Linked DNA regions of Hordeum vulgare: all the other regions are linked to region 3. A link is a contact called in public Hi-C data. All regions are on one chromosome and are shown on one strand. The core of a region is the stretch at or near the end of the contact, and the rest is flanking DNA. Distances in the headings are between cores, read along the strand shown.

Region 1 (2,982 bases), core at 2-2,501, 840 kb before region 3:
TTAATAAAATCCATGAAGCTTTTTATTTTGGCTTTTAAAAAAAATGAGTGTTTTAAAACCAACGGGCTTTTCTTTTAAATCAATGAACTCTTTCCAAATTTGATGAACTATTTTAAAATTTTGTGAACCTTTTCCAAAATCGGTTAATTCCTTTTCAAGTTTGATTAACTTTTTTAAGACTGGACAAACTTTTTTCAAAATCAATGGTTTTTTTCAACTTTGATGAACTTTTTCTAATTCGGTAAATTTTTTTTTTCAAATTTGTTGAATTGTTTTCCTATTCGATGAACGTTTTTCAAATTCAATGAAAATTTTCAAATTAGGTGAACTTTAAAAAAAATCATGATCTTTTTTAAAATCTGTGAAAATTTTAAATTCACAATTCTTTTTGTTAATTACGAGTTTTTCATTTTCTTTCATATTTAATCAACAACTGACTGAAGTGAGCCCCCCACCGGTGATCGATGGAGCAAACCCACCAAGCGCTCGCTTATATGGTCTAGCCGACGGGGTGATGGTGCGTGGGCGTCAGCTAGGGAAATTGACACTTGCAACGCTAATTAGGAGCTCCCCGAAAAACATGGAAGCAGATGAAATTTTTGCTCAATGACTAGGGCTTGTCTCACCGTTGGACCCTGTTAAAGAATTCATCCGATTAATCAGTTAACTTGTCGATTAATCTCTATTTATAGGGTCACCGAGTAGCCAATAAACTTATAGTTCGTCCGATTAATTCTTTAAGATTATTAATCACCTACACGCCAGCTAACCGAGCAGCTACGAGTTAACGATTTCCTTAACAATGTTGCTGGAATGTAAATTTGAGCGATTTCCACGCCTTGACGAAAAAAACCTCTAATAATTAAATAATGACAAACGTTGAAACGCATTGCTAGAACCGGCTTATTGTACCATAGGAGACATCGTAAATAATGGCTAGCGTTGAAACAAACCCCTAGCGAGCACCGGCTTGACACAATCATACCACAGGAGACGGTAGGAGAAGTGTGTCGTCGTGTTCCACCCGGCCGGCCCGTGACCTCACCGGCCGGCACCACCAAAACCCATGTGAAAATACGTGGCCGGAAAACCATTCTCCGATCGCGCGGCCTCTCCCTTTCAACGAGCACCCCCCACCTGCCATCCAAGTCAACCGAGTGAGCCACCCACCATGAATGAGCTGCATGCCACCACCCGAGCTACCTAGGCCAACTCCTTATGCTTAGCCGTCGCACGCCACACTAAACCTATCGCCGCGCCTAAACCAAAGTCCTCTTGTCATCTTGTGTCACCTTTCCTATCCTATCCCACCTGCCCCCCACCGCTCCGTGGCCACGCGCGCGCGCGCACTCGCCATTCCATTCCCCACTGATCAAGACCTCCACCGGCAACTTTAAACGCCGCACGCTCGCGGGCACCATTAATTATGCCCGGCTGACATCCCCCTGACACGCACGTACCATCTCCCGCCCAACGCGTCCATGTCGCTCCGCCGGCTGTGCTTCGTGCTGCCCATGGACGGGGACGAGGTCCTCGCGGCCTCGGCTGACGACCACGACGACGACGATGCCCGGCGGCGCCCCGGGGAGAAGCTGAGCTCGTACGTCCGCGACAAGGTCGGCCGCGCGCTCTCCTGCCTCCGCTGCGGCTGCCACGACTCCCGGTCCGCGAAGATGAGCTTCGAGGACATGGACGGCGTGTACGAGGTCGGCGCGAGGAAGATCAGAGGCGCGACGGGGCCCAGGGTGTTCAGCTACTCCGAGCTCTACATCGGGACCAGCGGCTTCAGTGACCAAGAGGTCCTCGGCAGCGGCGGTTTCGGCCGGGTGTACCGCGCCATGCTGCCAAGCGATGGCACCACGGTGGCCGTCAAGTGCGTGGCCAGCGTCGGCGTCGACCGCTTCGAGAAGTCGTTCCTGGCGGAGCTGGCCGCGGTTGCCCGGCTGCGGCACCGCAACCTCGTGCGCCTCCGCGGGTGGTGCGTCCGGGACGAGGAGGAGCTGCTTCTCGTGTACGACTACATGCCCAACCGCAGCCTCGACCGCCTCCTCTTCGCGCCGGCCTCGGCTGCGCCCGCGCTCGGCTGGGACCGGCGGCGCCGCATCGTGGCCGGCCTCGCCGCCGCGCTGCTCTACCTGCACGAGCAGCTCGACACGCAGATCATCCACCGGGACGTCAAGACCAGCAACGTCATGCTTGATTCCGAGTACAACGCTCGGCTTGGCGACTTCGGCCTCGCCCGCTGGCTTGAGCACACCGTGGAGGACGCGCCGCCCACGAAAAAGCTCGAGCTGCTGCCGTCGCCGCCATCCGTTCGGTCGACGTCGTCCTTTTCTTCCTCAGCCAACTACCAGTTCCGGCTGATCGACACGAGCAGGATCGGCGGCACCATCGGGTACCTCCCTCCGGAGAGTTTCCAGCGCAGGGGCGGGGCCACGGCCAAGTCCGACGTTTTCAGCTTCGGGATTGTGCTATTGGAGGTGGCCACCGGACGTCGGGCGGTCGATCTGGCCTACCCAGACGACCAAATCTTCATGCTGGATTGGGTACGCCGGCTGTCCGACGAGGGAAAGCTGCTCAAAGCCGGTGACCGCAAGCTGCCGGAAGGCGCGCGCGCCATGTTCGACATGGGCCGGTTCATCCACCTCGGCCTCCTCTGCTCGCTGCATGACCCGAGGGCTCGTCCTACCATGAAGTGGGTGGTGGAGAACATCTCCGGCAGCTGCTCCGGCGACCTCCCGGCGCTTCCGTCCTTCTTAGCACTCCCAAAGTACATCTCTCTCACCTCATCCTCCTCTGACTCCGGTACATCGACAACAATCGCCGGCACGAACAGCACAGCCACCTCTGCCTCGTCGACGAAGCACATGTACGCCACAGCGGCTGGTACCACCATTTACCTCACTGCTGAAGACGGCAGGTCGCCCACCGGCGGCTCGGGTGAGAATAAGAGCGGCAACAGCCAGCGATCGTCGCCGCGGC
Region 2 (3,061 bases), core at 345-2,844, 590 kb after region 3:
TGCCACCTCCACACGTCGCCGCCCCCTCCAAGCGTCGTCGGGCCACCTCCACGCGATGTTGTTCGACCACCTCCCCTCCCTCTCCGGTAAGCCCCCCGCCCCCTCCTCCCTATCGCCTCGCTCACCCACCCTAGCACCACACCGCACGCCTCCCCCTGTCATGGACGCCCCTGTTTACCGTGGACGCAACATTTTCACATAAAGTTTGTTCAAAGGTTATTCAATCCATCTAAAGTAATATATGTGGATAGGAGATAGTAGTAGTGTTTATCAGTAATTTTGGTATGAGGATCTACCAATTCATCTAGGGGTTAAGAGACTTAGTGAAGATGGGGTGGTTGCTGACCTAGGGCATGTAAGAATGTTTGGGGGGAATTTTGCAATATGGTTAGGCATGAGAGGTTGTTCATAATATTATGTGTTTTACCCCATCTTTTGTACTTGTTCATTGTTGCTATATTCAAGTGGACCATGTTTTGCCGGAATGTTGATTCATTTCCGTTCTAGCAAATTTCAAGCGCTCCATATGTTCACTTTTTAGTAAATGTCATGCCCAAATTTTGCAATTATTTTTACAAAACTCTATTTTTTTAAAATTTACAAACTAATTTTGCAAATATGGAACATTTTATAAATTTGTGAGAAAAATATAAAAACTATAGCATTTTCAGAATATGTGAACAAATTTGGGAAATAGGGTCATATATGGAAATAACAAAATATTTTAAAATTTACGAAAAAAAACACGTGAACTTTTTCTGAATTTGTGAACAAAGTTGGAAATATTAACATTTTTTAGATATGTGAACAAATTTATAAATTCGAAATATTTTTTAGATACATGAGCAAATTTACTAAAATGGAAAAAATGGCAATTCCAGAACATTTTTGTAGTTTTAAATAAAATTATAAAACAAGAGCATTTTTTCAAATTCCGGAAATTTTTTTCAAACTACGTAACATTTTTTCAAATTCCGGAACATTTTTTCAAATTCCAGAACATTTTTTTAAATTCAGAAACATTTTTTCATATTCCAAACTATTTTTCAAATTCCGAAACATTTTTTCAAATTCTGGAACATTTTTTAAAATCTAGAATATTTTCAAAATAGAAACAAAACAAAGAAACAAAAAAGAAAACAAACAAAAAAAGAAAAACTGGTTCAGGAAATCTTCTAAAAAGTTACCAAAACCGAAAAAAACGGCTGAAAACCTCTAGAAGGTTCCCAAATCCGGGATCGGTAAAAGTGTTAACGGGTCAGCCGAAACATTTTTGAAAAATTCCGAACATTTTCTGAAGTTATGAATGTGTTTTAAAAGAAGCAACTATTTGAAATTTAGAACATTATTTTCAAAAGAAAAATCATTTTTCAAATAAAAAAACAATTTTCAAACATGAACCTATTTTGAAAAGGATAAAATAAGTTTGCAAAAAAGAAACGTTCAGGGAACCTCGTAGAATGTTTTCAAAACTGGTGGCTAAGTGTACTGGGCCAACGCAAATATGGTCTCGGGGATGTGCCTAGCCTTAGACTACGTGCTACAGAATGCGACGAATAGCATTTCGCTGCTTAAACGTTGGGAATATCCTATTGGACGCACTATCTCAAATTGTCGACCTTTTGCATAGACCTAATGATCGCGCGACATAGTGGACCGGCCCATTGACATGTTGCAGCGATTTCGATTTTGGGAACCTTCTCGAGTTTCTTTGTCGGTTTTTCCGGTTTTGGGAACTTTCTAGAAGATTCCCTGGACCGTTTTTTCTTTTTTTGTTTTTGTTTCTTTTTTTGTGTTTATGTTTCAAAAATGTTCGGGATTTTTAAAAAATGTTTCAGAATTTGAAATAATGTCCCGGAATATGATAAAATTGAAAAATATTTCGGAATTTTAGAAAAATGTTCCGAAATTTTTAACAAACTGTTTCAGATTTTTCCCGTTAAAAATGTTTCCATTCCAAAAAATGTTATTGTCTCATTTTCCATTTTTTACTTCACTTTTGTTTATTTTGTTCCTTTCTTATTTTTTGTTTGACATGTTCTAATTTTGGTTTCACGGGTTGGGCGTGTCGTTGCTTCATCAAGCCGCACCGTGCTTATTCAAATTGACATCCACCACGCCGACCTACTTCGACATGTCGACTCGCATGGGGGCTCTAGCGCCACCTTACCGATCTACTCCGCCACCTCGACTAGACCGGGGGCTTCCGCATCTCTTCATGAACCTGCTTCGAGGTCTTCGGTGTCACCAGGCGACCACCTTCGTCATGTTAGCTGGACCGGGGGCTTCGCCTCGCCACATCGACCGTGCTACGTTGCCGCTTCAGCAAGCCGAGCTCTTCGTTCGGGCACCTCGGGAGTGGCTTGGGGAGTAGGACCTTGACCTGCAACAAGCTCGGTCCACGTCACACCGAGCACATTAACCAACTAAGTAGCTTTCATGCTCAACCTTTTTTTAATTTTGTAATTTCTGTGTGGTTCAACCAAGCATTATATTTCCGTTAAAGAAAAAAGTTGTTTGTTAGAACTTAATAAGAGCATTGTTTTTTAAAATCACTTCCTTTACCCATGTTAACCGTAGGCTCTTAAATTTATATGAGCCATTTTATCATAAGTGTTTTCTTCTTGGTCGTTGCAAAGTCTTTTTCTACTCCTCCTTTCCCGACTTGAGTATGTAGTCAATAGCCAGATAGCCTGGGCCCTTTCTAAAGTCGCTCGAGTTTAGTTCGCTAAACTGACCTTGGAGAAACACTTTGCCTTTGGGATATGAAGGTTGAAGCCCAAGGATGACCCAGTTGAAATCTTGAGATCGGATGTGTCATGTCAAAACACGACGGTAGCACAAACCAATTTTCAGATGGGCACTAAGAAACTTGATTTAGTTCAGACGTGAAGTTTTTGTTAAGGTTTTTTGGTTTTTCGGTCTTATGGCACCTTTAACCTACTTTTATGTTTTTTCCTTTCAGGGGGCGAGACATCCTCTTGTTCGAGGTGTTCAGCATGGTAGTTTCCTTTGGGAAATCTTTTCCGACACACAATTCGGCATGTTCTCTATCGAGCTA
Region 3 (2,985 bases), core at 64-2,563:
CCCATTGCAATGCCTGAAATCTGAAATTACCAAACATCACCTTCAGACCATCAAAATTTCAGAAGCTGGGAAGCTGTCACATCGCATGCTCTGATTATGAATCTGAATCTACAACTCACACAGGCAAACAAAATTTCCGGAATGAAGCAGTGACAGAACATAGATTTGCGTAAAGTGCCTAGACATACCATGGTAATCTCTGCAGTTAACAAGGACAGTAATGCCTGAACACCAAGGCCGACGCATATTGGCTGACTGTACTCCTGAACGCATATCTTCATGTTCATGTAAAAGTACCGCAGAAAGAAAATCAAATACGATTATGATGAGTATAGCTGAATGATACAGAACAATAAAGGGCAACATTTAGAAAGAACTGAATTCTCTAAAGGTAAAAGGGAACAAAAAAAAAAGGAACTTTGGGGGGAAATGATTGCTGGTTGCTGCCTGCGTGCAGCTGTGGGGTAATGCCTTTTGGCTTTGGGGGCGTGATTTTGCTCAAGTTTGCTGCCTAGATGCAGTTCTGGATAGTGTTTCTCTGGTTTGGGGGGCACTGATTATTCATGTATACACTGGTAACCCCAGCTTTATCTTTCAGTTTGTAAAGAAACTTGGTGTCTTCGAATGGCCGGGTAGTGAAAATGGAACCTTTTGTCTTAAAAAAACAAAAGGAACTTTGATTAGATGGGAGCTATTGTATCTTTGACTGTCAGTCGTATCTAGGTCATCCATGGCAACTTGCTAGAGCTGTTTGAATAACTTTGCAAAGCGAGACGAAGAAGGAAGTGAGGAGAGTGGTAGCTACCTGGGCAAGATTCTGGGTAGTGACCATGCCGATGCATATGGAGAGGTACTGGCAGAGGACGGCGGAGAAGTTGAAGAGCAGCACGAGCAGCACGAGATCATAGCCGAAGCGAGAGCCGGCGTCCACGGTGGTGACCCACTTGCCGAGGTCGATGTATCCAATCGAGATGAAGAGCGCCGGGCCAAGGGTGCGGAAAAGGTTGCTCCGGCCGCCGTCGTCAGCCCCCAGGGACTGTGCTAAGCTCCGGACGCCGTCCATGGCGGGCGGAGCGAGAAGAAGCGCGCGAGCAACGAACCCAGACACGGCGGCGAGCAGGCAGGATCCCGACTCGCACTAGACTAGCACATCCAGCGATCTGCGTAGCAGGGAGGGCGGATCGGATCGGGGGTCGCGGGCTTGGTTGCCTAGGAGCGCGGGCTGGGATCGTGAGGAATGGCGACGAGGAGGCGAGGAGCGGAGCAGGACGAGGAGGAGTGGAGGCAGGGGGGCAGACGCAGGAGCATGAGAGGGAAGGGGGGCGGGGTGGGGAGGGCGGAGAGGGAGTAGGGGGTGGGCAGGGGCAGGGGCATGGATGAAGAAGGGGAAGGAAGAAGAGTGATGGTGGACTGATGGGAGATGGGTTCTTGGGGTCGGGGAAGATGGGGGGAGAGATTGGAGGGGATTCTCTGTGGCTCGGCTGTGTCTGCTGGTGCCATGTGAGGGATCCCGTGTGGCTGCTGTTGTTGTTCTTTTGACAATCATCTCCTGCTTTATTCATGCGTTAGAATACTATAACATCTTCACAAGTATTGGGATGAACGCACCTAGGGGCAAAATGCGTCAATAATTCAGGAGGAGACAACTTAGCTATCCTAGCTGAGCTACCTGGTTATACAATGATTATAGATTACATATCCAAGGTCATGAAATGGCAATCATCAAAAATAGCACTAACAACTGAAGAAGTTTTTTAAAGCTTCAACCACCTCCATGTTAAGAGTTGATCTCAGCCTTGTTGCATCCCGCTCTACGCGTAAGATTGATGCCAAACCGATATAGCCTCTATCGTGAAAGAATCAAATCATATATCAAATTTTGTGTTTGCAACATCAATGAACTTCCCATTGTGATTTCTCGAGCACTACGCCAACCGGTCCCTCGAGTGTATCCATATCCAACCCAGCATCAATGTTTAGTTTCACATAATCGTATCTTGTCTTCACCGAACCAAACACTATCCGCATTGGTTTCGGACTGCATGAGATAAGAAATTTGCCGCAAATCCTTTCATCGCGAAATTTATTTGGGATGTACTTTGGGTTTCTTCTTCATGGGCCAATTTTCTGCGCTCATACTACAAATGGGACGTCACTGTTTCTCTCAACTTGAGCATACCTAATATATGAATCTCATGATCCATCGTACACAAAAGTGCTCTAGTATAGCCTCACTAGTCTTGTCGACGCCGATCACCTTTTTGATAATATCCTCGATGCCAAGCAACTTCCACACGTTCGACGCAAGCTTCCACTCGAGCAACAGATGCTTGATCGTATGAGGACCTAGTTTGCAAGTAGGAAAGTATGGATTGATTTTTGAGATGCTTGTTGGCTAGTACTGATTGGCAGGGGATCGTGCTATGAAACACCCTCCAAATATATTTTTTTATCTTTGTTGGACACGAAATGCTTCAAACTGAGTCCCATGTATCACTTTGGGTAGAAGGTCCCTCCAAATTTTGTAACTCGTGGCCAAACTAGGATTGCCATACAAGATGACATGCTACGTGCACCATAAAAGATCCATGGTTTTGTACAACTGCATGTCGGGAAATCTCTCATTTCATGCAAAGGATGGGGTGTTGCAAGGATCCATTGGGCATCCATCTCCAAAATGTTTGCCTCGCTAGTAGTTCATCCCAATCGCCTGATGCGGGGTCTATAAGATCACTCACACGAGTCACGAAGTTGTTACCTCGAGTTGTAATCACCTTCCTTGATGGAGACTGTGGGATCCACTCACCCTCCCAAATATTGATTTTGTGCCCATCCCAACTCTTCGTATATGCCAGGTTTCAGGGTTCCAAAACCAACCATAATACTTTGCCAAGTATATGAAGCTTTCTTTTTCAAAGTTGCACACATAAGATCACCATATGGGTAATGGTTCACCTTCAAGATATATGCACATATGGAATCTGG

Evidence for each region. Hi-C and Micro-C count contacts between places; a contact is called where the count stands out from the background.
Region 1: a contact with region 3 is called in a Hi-C map of leaf, with 2.9 times the contacts expected there. The contact joins the promoter of LOC123397704 here to the promoter of LOC123396066 in region 3. A contact is called at or near these places in 2 of 6 Hi-C or Micro-C datasets (leaf and seedling).
Region 2: a Hi-C map of leaf shows a contact between it and region 3, with 3 times the contacts expected there. The contact joins the enhancer-like site here to the promoter of LOC123396066 in region 3. A contact is called at or near these places in 4 of 6 Hi-C or Micro-C datasets (leaf and seedling) and 1 of 1 datasets of contacts at active chromatin or transcription factors (embryo).

What each region holds. Positions count from the first base shown.
Region 1 is chr5H:349,940,322-349,943,303 of MorexV3_pseudomolecules_assembly, reverse strand. LOC123397704 (receptor like protein kinase S.2) reads left to right here and starts at 1,251. Exons shown (of 1, transcript XM_045092240.1): 1 at 1,251-2,982. The coding sequence starts at 1,482.
Region 2 is chr5H:348,507,019-348,510,079 of MorexV3_pseudomolecules_assembly, reverse strand. No RefSeq gene overlaps it. Among protein-coding and RNA genes, the nearest start is that of TRNAW-CCA, 5.9 kb to the left of the region's middle. Within about 2 kb of position 1,594, at least 2 of the 3 cell types and tissues checked have open chromatin away from gene starts, as enhancers often do. A contact at or near this core is called in leaf, where this site is marked.
Region 3 is chr5H:349,098,589-349,101,573 of MorexV3_pseudomolecules_assembly, reverse strand. LOC123396066 (protein ETHYLENE-INSENSITIVE 2) reads right to left here and starts at 1,313. Exons shown (of 7, transcript XM_045091097.1): 1 at 806-1,313; 2 at 189-275; 3 at 1-20. The coding sequence starts at 1,063.